2 separate regions of the Gasterosteus aculeatus genome follow, and region 2 is linked to region 1. A link is a contact called in public Hi-C data. All regions are on one chromosome and are shown on one strand. The core of a region is the stretch at or near the end of the contact, and the rest is flanking DNA. Distances in the headings are between cores, read along the strand shown.

Evidence for each region. A called contact is a pair of places that touch in the nucleus more often than the background predicts.
Region 2: a Hi-C map of tail fin shows a contact between it and region 1, with 5 times the contacts expected there. The contact joins the promoter of scube3 here to the enhancer-like site in region 1. A contact is called at or near these places in 4 of 6 Hi-C or Micro-C datasets (skeletal muscle, tail fin and whole body).

The regions. Positions count from the first base shown.
Region 1 is chr2:4,516,571-4,521,370 of fGasAcu3.hap1.1, forward strand. It overlaps scube3 (signal peptide, CUB domain, EGF-like 3), which reads right to left. Exons shown (of 22, transcript XM_040194238.2): 15 at 4,510-4,713; 16 at 4,158-4,319; 17 at 3,892-4,059; 18 at 3,639-3,800; 19 at 3,353-3,550; 20 at 3,118-3,270; 21 at 2,815-2,894; 22 at 17-2,525. The coding sequence ends at 2,373. It overlaps LOC120829794 (complement receptor type 1), which reads left to right. Exons shown (of 11, transcript XM_040194243.2): 11 at 1-14. Among protein-coding and RNA genes, the nearest start is that of LOC120829794, 7.4 kb to the left of the region's middle. Within about 2 kb of position 2,916, at least 3 of the 9 cell types and tissues checked have open chromatin away from gene starts, as enhancers often do.
Region 2 is chr2:4,566,370-4,571,169 of fGasAcu3.hap1.1, forward strand. scube3 (signal peptide, CUB domain, EGF-like 3) reads right to left here and starts at 2,271. Exons shown (of 22, transcript XM_040194238.2): 1 at 1,733-2,271. The coding sequence starts at 1,832.

The sequences.
Region 1 (4,800 bases), core at 1,666-4,165:
CTGTTTGAAATGAAGCTGAAGTACAGTATGTTTATTTCAATAAGTGTCGTGGGAAGTAACAAGTACAAACCGGTTTCATTCACCTCTGTACATAGCTTTTCTTTTTTCTTCTTTTTTTTTTACAGTTGATAATGTTATGTATCATCTCTATAGACTAAACGGTGAGTGAGCATTTCATGAACAAACAAGCTACCAGAAAATAAGAACACCAATTCCATTCATTTAAAAAGACAATAAAAAAAATCCAGACATTTCTTTACATGAGCAATAACAATTCAAGTGCAAATATCATTATCAACTCTATGATACATCATAGCAAACTCTCGTTAAAAGGCAACAGAAAAACTTTCAGGTTGCAGGAAAGAAGCTGATTCTGGGGGGGGTGGGTTTGGGGCTTATTGGCCGAGGGGCACACCTCTGTTTGCAGGCAGTACTTGGACGTACTGAGCAGCCTGGGGGGGGATTTCAACCTGCCATGGGGTCTTCGTGGCTCGGCCCAGCATCGCCCCGGTTCCACGATGCGGCTGAAGTCCCTTTGTCATCCTAAAGTTTGGGTGGCTCTGCCTTTTTTTTTTTTTTTAATACAGCGGTGAGGGTACGCTTCATATCCAGGACCACTTATTTTCATTCACGCAGATCAGTCCACCTGAACCGGACATTTGACAAGCTGGGATTCTAATCACAGTCGTCTACCAATTCCACCGACGGGGTGGTGCTAAAGAGTCGCCCACACGTAATGAGAAATATTCATTCCCTTTCTTGCTGAGAGTCTTTCTGGAGTCACTGAGTCCAGGAATGTCCTCACCATATAAGTAGCTGTGGTTTGTTACTTTGAGACGGACGTGGTCACCTTTTTTTTTTTTTTTTTTCCGTTTCCAGTATTTGTGCGATCTGTCCAGATTAGAGTGGCGTCAATCTCATCTGATTCTTGGTAAAATGGCAAAATAAGCGTATTTCATTACATATATGAAGCAATTCCTTTTATATACATGAAGCATAGTGTTGGATTCTTTTTTTTTTTTTTTTTTTTCACACAGCAAGTTGTCATGTTTCTTGACTGACTTTATATATATTTTTTTGTCCCTCTCTTAAGAGCAGTTACACTTTGCAACCTAAACGTCTCCCGCCCACAGTGACTGATACATATTTAATACAACGCGTCCCAAAAAGAATCCTAGAGCCTAAATCCCATTTCACGAGCTTTGTTGTGGGTCACAAAAGGGTGTAACCGAAAATAAAGATGTGTTCTCACTCATTGCACGTTGTACTTAAAGGTAGGATGGCGGGCTCTGAACTTAGTGCACAAGACAAAGTGACCCCACCTTTTTGGGCGGTCTTTGGAAGAGCTGTCTTCATTGGGACAGAACAAAATGCAAGTGGGGTGTTAGAAGGGAGTTCTGGGTGTCTTTGGATTTGAGACGGGTGGGACATGAAGGTGGGGGGGAAAAAAAAACAATTTTGGGGGTCCTGCGTACGAAATTTAGGATTAAAGAATTAAACCCTCGTCTAGTTTATTTTCATTATTTACAAAATTGAAATAAAAACACACAAACTGGTAATGTGACATCAACCTTCTGTGTGTAAGAACTAAGCATTTCAGACGTTGGAGCTTCCTTAGTTCTAAACCTAGAGACTGTAGACGACATCAGAAAGAAAATATGAGATTGAAGAATTAAAGTGACCTTTTTAAAAGAAGCAGCAAACAAAATGTCCCTCGAAGACATTTCTCTCTTTCTCTCTGAGACATGTTCCACTAGACGTCACACTCTCGTTTATTAGTTTGTTATTCATCTCCGAGATGTGCACTTATGCCCATTTGTGTTGCCGTAGAAACAAAAGAGCATCAGAACACCATCTGAAGGTCGGAAAACGCTGACGGGCGCAAAACAAAAACATCGACTGTTTTAACAGCAAAAACCTTTCGAAGCGGCTCTAAGAGCTCAAACATGGCGCGACCTCCAACGACCTGGAACGCGGACGCGACGCGAATCCAACCCGCCGCTCCTCCTCGAGGACACCGAGGGTGGAACCAGGGTCACACAACACATGCACAACACTCACAGTCACACTTAACGTCACTCCCGCCGTCTGAAATGGCCGTCTCCATTTTCTTTTCTTTTTGGGGGGTTTCATTGCACAACAGAAACCCGAAGCCACTCGTGATGCCCGCGAGACCGGCGCCCAACCGAGAGAAATAAACTAAAAGTTTCTCAGGTCTGCGTGTAGTGTTTACTGTCGAAGCCTATGGGAAGTTAGAGAGGGTGACTGGTGTCCTGTGAGAGTTGCGGGATGGCCTGTGGGTGAGGGGGGGAGGGAAGGGGGAGAGGGGGGAGAGGGGGGAGGGGGGGCTGTCACAATCCCGTGCTTCAGCTTTACTTGTATGGTCGCAGGAAAGCGGACACTTTGCTGCTTATGAGGCGGATGAAGGAGCGAGGGAGCATCTCGTTGGACTCCCGAGTGGTGTACTTAAAGTAGTTGTTTGGGTGAGCCAGCACGTCGAAAAGAGTCTTAATCAGTTTTTTATCCTGTAGGGAAGAACAGACGGGTGTAAACGCAACGCACTTGCTTAAGTTGATCTTTACCAACTGAACTTGCTTTCCTCCTTAACAATCGCTGGAATAACATTTGAAGCTGTTGCACAATGGCTGCTAAACGCATAACACGCCTGCTTTACAAAATCATGTGCTAATGTTTGTTGGCAACAGCTTTGTTTTGCACCAACGCGCCTTAAGGTGCAGCTTCTTGTTTAACTGAGTCACCTGTAGAAGGAACAAGAAACGAAGCCCGACAAACACAGGAAGTAAATCTGCTGACCTTGAGGATTTCTTGATGGTTTTCTGAGGCATAGAGTCTTCCGTCTCGCACGATGTCTTCTACGAGCTGTTCATAGTCCTCTGATTTTGTACAAACGCAAGACACAATCACTTTTAATCACAACTTGATATTCTGAGAAACACTTTAAGACAACGTAGCATGGAAAGAACACGGTGCCATTAAAAGGTCGCGGTAACAAACTGTGTATCTACAGTCAACTTTTGAAGAAACTCCCTCCTGGCATTCCTGACATATTTCTTTGTGATACGGAGGCGCTGTGTGATGAACGAGACGGCCACGCACCGTCATAAGTGACGTAGGGGATCTGAAAGCCTCGGCCGCTGTTCGCCTCGTTGGACTTGAAGTTAATCCAGAGGCGTCGGGATCGCGCCGTGAAGGCGATGGGCCGCTCGTACGTCTGGCACGTCTCGTAGGTGGTGATGGACGTGGCCGACCCTTGTAGGTGCACATACGAGACGGTGGTGACCAATCGAGAACGCTATTGAAACGGGGGGGGGACGGAAGGGGAGACACTCACAGTTCTTCCTCATCACCAGCACGTCTCCGCACTCGTCCTCCGAGGGCAGGAAGATCTCCGGCACCACGATTAGGATCTTGCGCTTGCTGGGCGGGTTGATGTTCCAGATGCACTCCACGTTAGCGGGGTAATTACCGGGGTAGTTGGGCGACTCGATGTAACCCATGAACTCGCCCATCTCGCCCCCGCACTGCCTGTCTGGACGTACCCGGAACACATCAAAGACCAAATCAAACCAGGCTCCGGCTCGCGTTTAAGGAAGGAAGGAAGTCACGCTCCTACTCACTCTTGCACTGCGAGACGCTTGTGGCGCCATCAAAGTCCGTGGTGGTGTTCCCGGGGCAGGAAATGCAGTAGTTCTGCCGAAACTCTGTCTGGTACGTCCCCACCGGGCAGCGGATGCACCGGTGCACCGTGGTGTTGTAGTAATGACCCGGAGAACACTGAACTGCAGGGCGGAAGGGAAGCGGCTTAATACTTGTGGTACTTGTTGTTTTGTGTGTATTTTCCTTATTTGACTAAAAACAGCCCGAGCTGACCTTTGACTTCACAGTCATGGAAGAAGCTGGCACCTTCCCGCTTGGTGCCCAGGCCTCCCCCACAGGGGAAGCACAGGGTCCGTCCCAAATCCGGCTGGTAGGAGCCCTGGGGACACGGCTGGCACGGTTTGAACCCGTCGCTGGAGAAGGACCCCGTTGGACATTGTCCTAGAATGGATTTGCACAGGACGCAGGGACGCTTTAACAAGCAGGAGCTCGTATTAACAATCAGAAACAGACGTTTGTACAAACGAGGACTGGGCTACCTGCGCAGGAGGAGATGTTTCTGGCCCCGACGGGGCCGTGGCCGTCGCTGCCGGGGCAAAGGTCACAGGCCAGCTGCCCCTCCCTCTCCTGGAAGGTGCCAGGCGGACACTGGACACAGCGCTCCTGCTCCCCGTGGTAGTAGGACCCCGGCAGGCATCTGACTGAGGAAACATCCACAACGGCATCAGTCAGAGAGAACTCACCTCAGATCCATTCCCATTTTCTTATTTCAATCAAAGTGTGTACTAGAACACTAAAAGGAACAATTTATATCACAGGCATCGCAGGCTACGACAGCATCTCGTCCCAGTGAGACGGCTCGTCCGGCTCGTCCGGCTCGTCCAGTCTTACCACATCGCCCGCTGTCCCTCTCCCAGCCGGGGCCACAGTTCTCGTGGCTCGGAGCTGCCTGGGGGAGTTTCTGGGCGACCTCGTACTCCAGACCGGCGACTCGGATCAGGAAGCGCTCCTGGTTGATGGACTTCTTCAGGGCCTTGATGTACGTCTTGACCTGCTTCTCCATGCGCTGTCTCAGGCAGCTGAGATTGCAACTCCCTGTTCAAGGTCCAATAAAACAAAAGCGTCATCGTAACGAGCAACGCAGCCGATCCTGATCAGGTTGGACTGTAACTCCAACGGATA
Region 2 (4,800 bases), core at 1,021-3,520, 49 kb after region 1:
CACTGTGGCTGCATCTCTATAGGTGAAGCCTCCCCGTCACTTGGGCCTCGCATCGCCAAGGGCCGCTCGGTTCCCACAGTGCGCCCCGGCCCCCGGGCGTCCGGCCTTCTGGCCTTCCTACAGCGCTCAGCACCCCCCCCCCCCCCCCCCCCCCCCCTCCACCCACCACCACCCACCCCCCGGGCCCCGGAGCAGAGGTTACACCAACACAGTCAGCCACGGCAGCATGTCAGGCCCACACCAACCGTTGCCTTGGTGCCGCTGCATTAACGAAGCGCTGCCGGCTCGCCGTGACGTGCACGGCTCCGCTTCCAGTTGCTGCTCGCTCGCTCACTGAGAAAACCTCTCTCTCTCTCTCTCTCTCTCTCATTTTTCCCTTCTTTGTCATTCTCTCCACCACATCCTCAGATCTGCCCTCCCTCATTCCGCTGCTCCTCCGCTTCCCTTTTCTTCCCAGAGCAATGACTGAGGGCCTGAAACACCGGGCCGTGATTAGCCGGACTGATGAGACACGAAGAGTCTAGTCTGCAACATCTGCATTGAATAAATATTGTGATGACAATTTTTTTTTCTCCTTTTTCCTGGTCATTGCTCATCTCTTCAGTTTTGTTTTGTTTTTTCCAAAATTGTTCCCAGCTTGAAGACGAGTCGGTGCCACCGACATCAAAAGTTAGACACAATAAACATGCTGACAAATAACTGGGGGGGGGGGGAGACGCCTCGGCGGAGATAAACGGGAGCCGGAGGAGAAGCCCGGACGAGGCGCCATCCACGCCGCTCCGCTTGGCCCCCGACAAACAGGTGCATGCCACCAGCGGCCCTCGGCCCTCACGCCGCAAGCAAGTGTGTAATCGATGTGGAAAATAAAGTGAGAGAAAAAAAAAAAAACTACTTCTAATTGCAAAATGTAAATATTGAGTTTTCCCACAAAGGGGGGGGCAGACCACCCAGAATGCAAAACAGCCCCCCCCCCACCCCTCTCCGCCCCCCTTTTCCCCTTTTTGCCTCTGAGAGACGTCTTTTTGTGTGTGTGCCACCATGTGCCTTTTATCGCATATACTTCTGGCAGCTCCGGCTTTTGCGTTGTGCGAGAATAAAGTCCGGGGGGGGGGGGGGGGGGCTGCCTCTTGTCTGGTGGGAATCATTTTCTCGCACCAGAGCAAGAGGGCAGCCAGCTGAGCGGGTCGGCCCCGGACTGACTGACTGACTGACTGACTGACAGACAGACCGCTCCGCGTGCGCGTGCGTGTGCGTGCGTGTTACAGGCCGGTGTCAAATACTTGTCTGGACCGTGACAAATACCTCCTGGTCGCTCTCACTACAATCACCTGCAGGATTGGCTATGAAACAGACCGCTTCACACTGCTGATGCTGTTTGAAGATCAAAGGGAAATTATATATTTTTTTTTTTTTCTGACAACAGGTAACTCAGTCACACTTCATTCAAACAGTCGTATTTCAGGGAACTAAGAAAGAAGCCATTTAGTGATTGCAGACGCTTCGATCCAAAAACTTTAACTCTCTCAGCTGCCAAATACTCTTCTTATTACTTGTTTTAATACGCTTAGAATAAAGTCCCATTTGTTTGGACAGCTGATCAAGTGTCATCACTGCCGCGTCTCCAAAAAGCACCCGGAAAGAAAAAAACAACCTCTCCATTCGGTTCCCAACCCGAGCATTTCTCAGCCATCACGAGGAAACGCGTCGGCGTTATTTGGAGGTGAAAACTTACCTTGAGCGCTTTTACTTCCTGACGCCGACTGTTGGACAAAGGCGACCAGGCAGAAACCCACGAATCCAAAGCTCGCGCGTATCGCCGCGTGCATATACATGTTAACTTGAGCACTTTGTAAGACCTACGAGCACATACAAAGAGGGTGTGTGTGTGTGTAGAGCCCTCTTGTTATTCCTCCTGAGCAACCGCTGGCAGGACACTGCGCGGTCCCGATTCCTCCACGCGCTTATACGAGGTTCGAGTGATCGGGGTCGAGGACAGACCGGCAGCGCGCAGCGGAGGACGGCTTCTCTGTTGTCATGTTCCGAGCCAGACGGATGTCAATTTAAGAAAGGGGGGAGAGAGAGAGGGAGGGAGAGGGAGAGGGAGAGAGAGAGAGAGAGAGAGAGATGGAGTGGAGCAGCGGGGACTGAAGTGGGAGGAGAGAAGATGAAGATGAAGAAGGAGAAGGAGAAGAAGACGGCGATGACGAAGAAGACGCGTCCGCGTTGCGCTCTGGACTCCTCCGCTGATCCTCCTGATTCTCACTCGCCCTCACCGTCCCCCTTTGTTGGGACGCGCGCACACACGTGAGGGGGGGGGGGGGGGGGGGGGGGTCCCTCGTGCTCGCGCGGTCACCTGCCCAGTGTCACCTGCGCGCGCGCAAAAAAAGCCCCCCCCCCCTTACTTCGGCAGAAGGGGGTTTGTGGGGGACGGAATGATGGAAAAAGTAATGGGCTGGAGATTGCGTTTTGTGGAGCTGCAGCTCATCCAGTCGCATCACACAACCAATTAGAGCCCATTTACGACGGGGAGTGTGTGTGTGTGTGCGTGTGCGTGTGAGTGTGTGTGTGTGTGTGTGGGGGGGGGGGGGGGGGGGGGTTGTAGCGTTACGGAAAGGTGTCTGCTGATGTTAGATTAATGTGTTCATTAAAACAGTTGGTCAAAAACAAATGTTAACATTTAGAAAACAAAAAAAAGTTTAATCCAGACCAAAATATTAGAGGACATTTAATGGCATCCTTAACAAAATGGTTTAATTTATGGAGGGGGGGGGCAACTTAATATGAAATATTATAACAGGAAATATGTTTTTATCAATAAAAGTGAATGAATATGAAATAAACTGCACCAGCTGCTCACAATACACTCAAATAAACCAGTTGCTCTGGCAGATAATTAAAAATTGGTGGTAGGTGTAATAATCACCTTGCACAGGTACCCAAAACAAAGAAAGCTATTCATTTTTTTTATTTTGGTGGTCTAGCTTGGAATTAAAGATGTGCCTGATCAAAAAAAATCATTAATATGAAGACTCTTAAATAAATTCCCAGACCATTTCTTCCTGAGACCAAACGCTACGAGTGTTGAAGCCGAACGGCTAAAAAGTCAGTTTGCATTGGACCATCAGCCACGGTGCAAAACCGTTGTCATGATGGAATGTTTGCACACCATTACCCCCCCACAACACCTGAAGAGCAACGAGCCTCGAGCTCCATGAATCAAGACAGACCTCTCACATCAGCAGGGGCCCACTGAGCTACTGTGCCACATAGGAGACGTTGGTTCTCTGGAAGGTCCCCGTCGGGGGCCAAGCGTCGGTATCCTCGCACATGCAAATCAATCAGCCTTGTTGATGCGTTTGTGTTTGCATTTCAACGCACCGGCAGATTCAACACTATAATTATTGTAATTCTTTCCCCTCAATCCACTGCAGCGCGGACCTCACAATGAGGCTGATTGGAAATAACAAGTCCGTCCTCCGAGGATGCAGACAGTCATGAAACAGTGTTGTGGAGGACGCCAATCTCATTCGATTGTGTCATTACCTCAACTCGACTGTTACTGTGTCAGACCACCTCAGGTTCAAGAGCCTAAAGAGCCATCTCATGCACAAGGACCTTTAGAGACTGGGAGGGGGCTCAATAAATAAGAGATTCAGCACGAGAGAACAAGCTCCTTGGAATACCGATTCAAAGTGCATGCAACGCCACGGCAGCAGGCCGAGCCGCTCGCATCCGTCGGGGATGTGGAAATAACCCGCGTCCCCGCGTTTAAGTCTCTGGGTAGTTGTAAAACCAAATGAGCTCAGAGTCACTCGGGGAGTTTGAGAAAGTCAGCGGGCGGATGCCACAGAGCCCGAGCAGCAAGTCGCACCGGAGGATCAGTGCACGTGGTTAAAAAGACAGGAGGCTGCGCGCGGGAAACCCGCTGTGCACCAAACAGGGCTATTTTTACCCCAACAGACACACACGGGGGTGGCGGGGGGGGGGGAAGCGAGGCAATGTTTCATTTATGGCGCTCGTAGTGAAAAGGACTTGGGCAGGCGAGGATCTTTCACCGACCAGAAGTCTGGTTAGCCGGTGTTACAAAGCCAGCGAGGTGGCGTTGACCACAAATGACCTTTTGCCACGAGCGCGCAGCAGCGTTCCTTTTTCTCTTGGGCCTTTTGTGAATTTGGAGAGACAAGAAAAAAGACACTTTTAAAAAAAACTTTTGCTCAAAGTGCTGCAGAAATGGCACAATTTGGATTCTCAAAAAGAAAACGGTTGAGCGCAGGAGACGGATCCCCATTTCAAGAGCGGCGCAATGTTTGGACGCCTCCTTTATAACCTCTCGTAGGTTATAACCTCATGTTTTAGTCCCACGATGCTGCAACAGCTGCCGCGGTAAGATACATGCAAGATGGATGCGCGTTGGGAGGCGTCTGTCAGAGCCGTTGCTGCATGCTAATGGGCCGAGGAGGGAGAAGTCCTGCAGAGAGCCTAATGTCCTCCTCCAGATGGTCTACACAGGGGCACATCACCTCAGCTCCTCATTTACTTTCTCCCACTTTGACGTTCATGCCCCCCCCGCGATTGTCTGAAAGATTTATGTGTGAAAACGCCGAGGCTCGCGGCTCAGGAGTTTTCCCCTTTCCCGCCCCCCTCCTTCCTTCTATGCGGGGGGCTCCGTATGCGAGGTGACCAACGCCACCGCAGGCCCAGCAGGACCTCTCGGTACTCACCATGCCGGCACCACAGGGGAGCGCAGCGGCTTGCTGAGTTCCACACTTTAGTGCAGGCATCCCAGCGAACGCTGTGGGC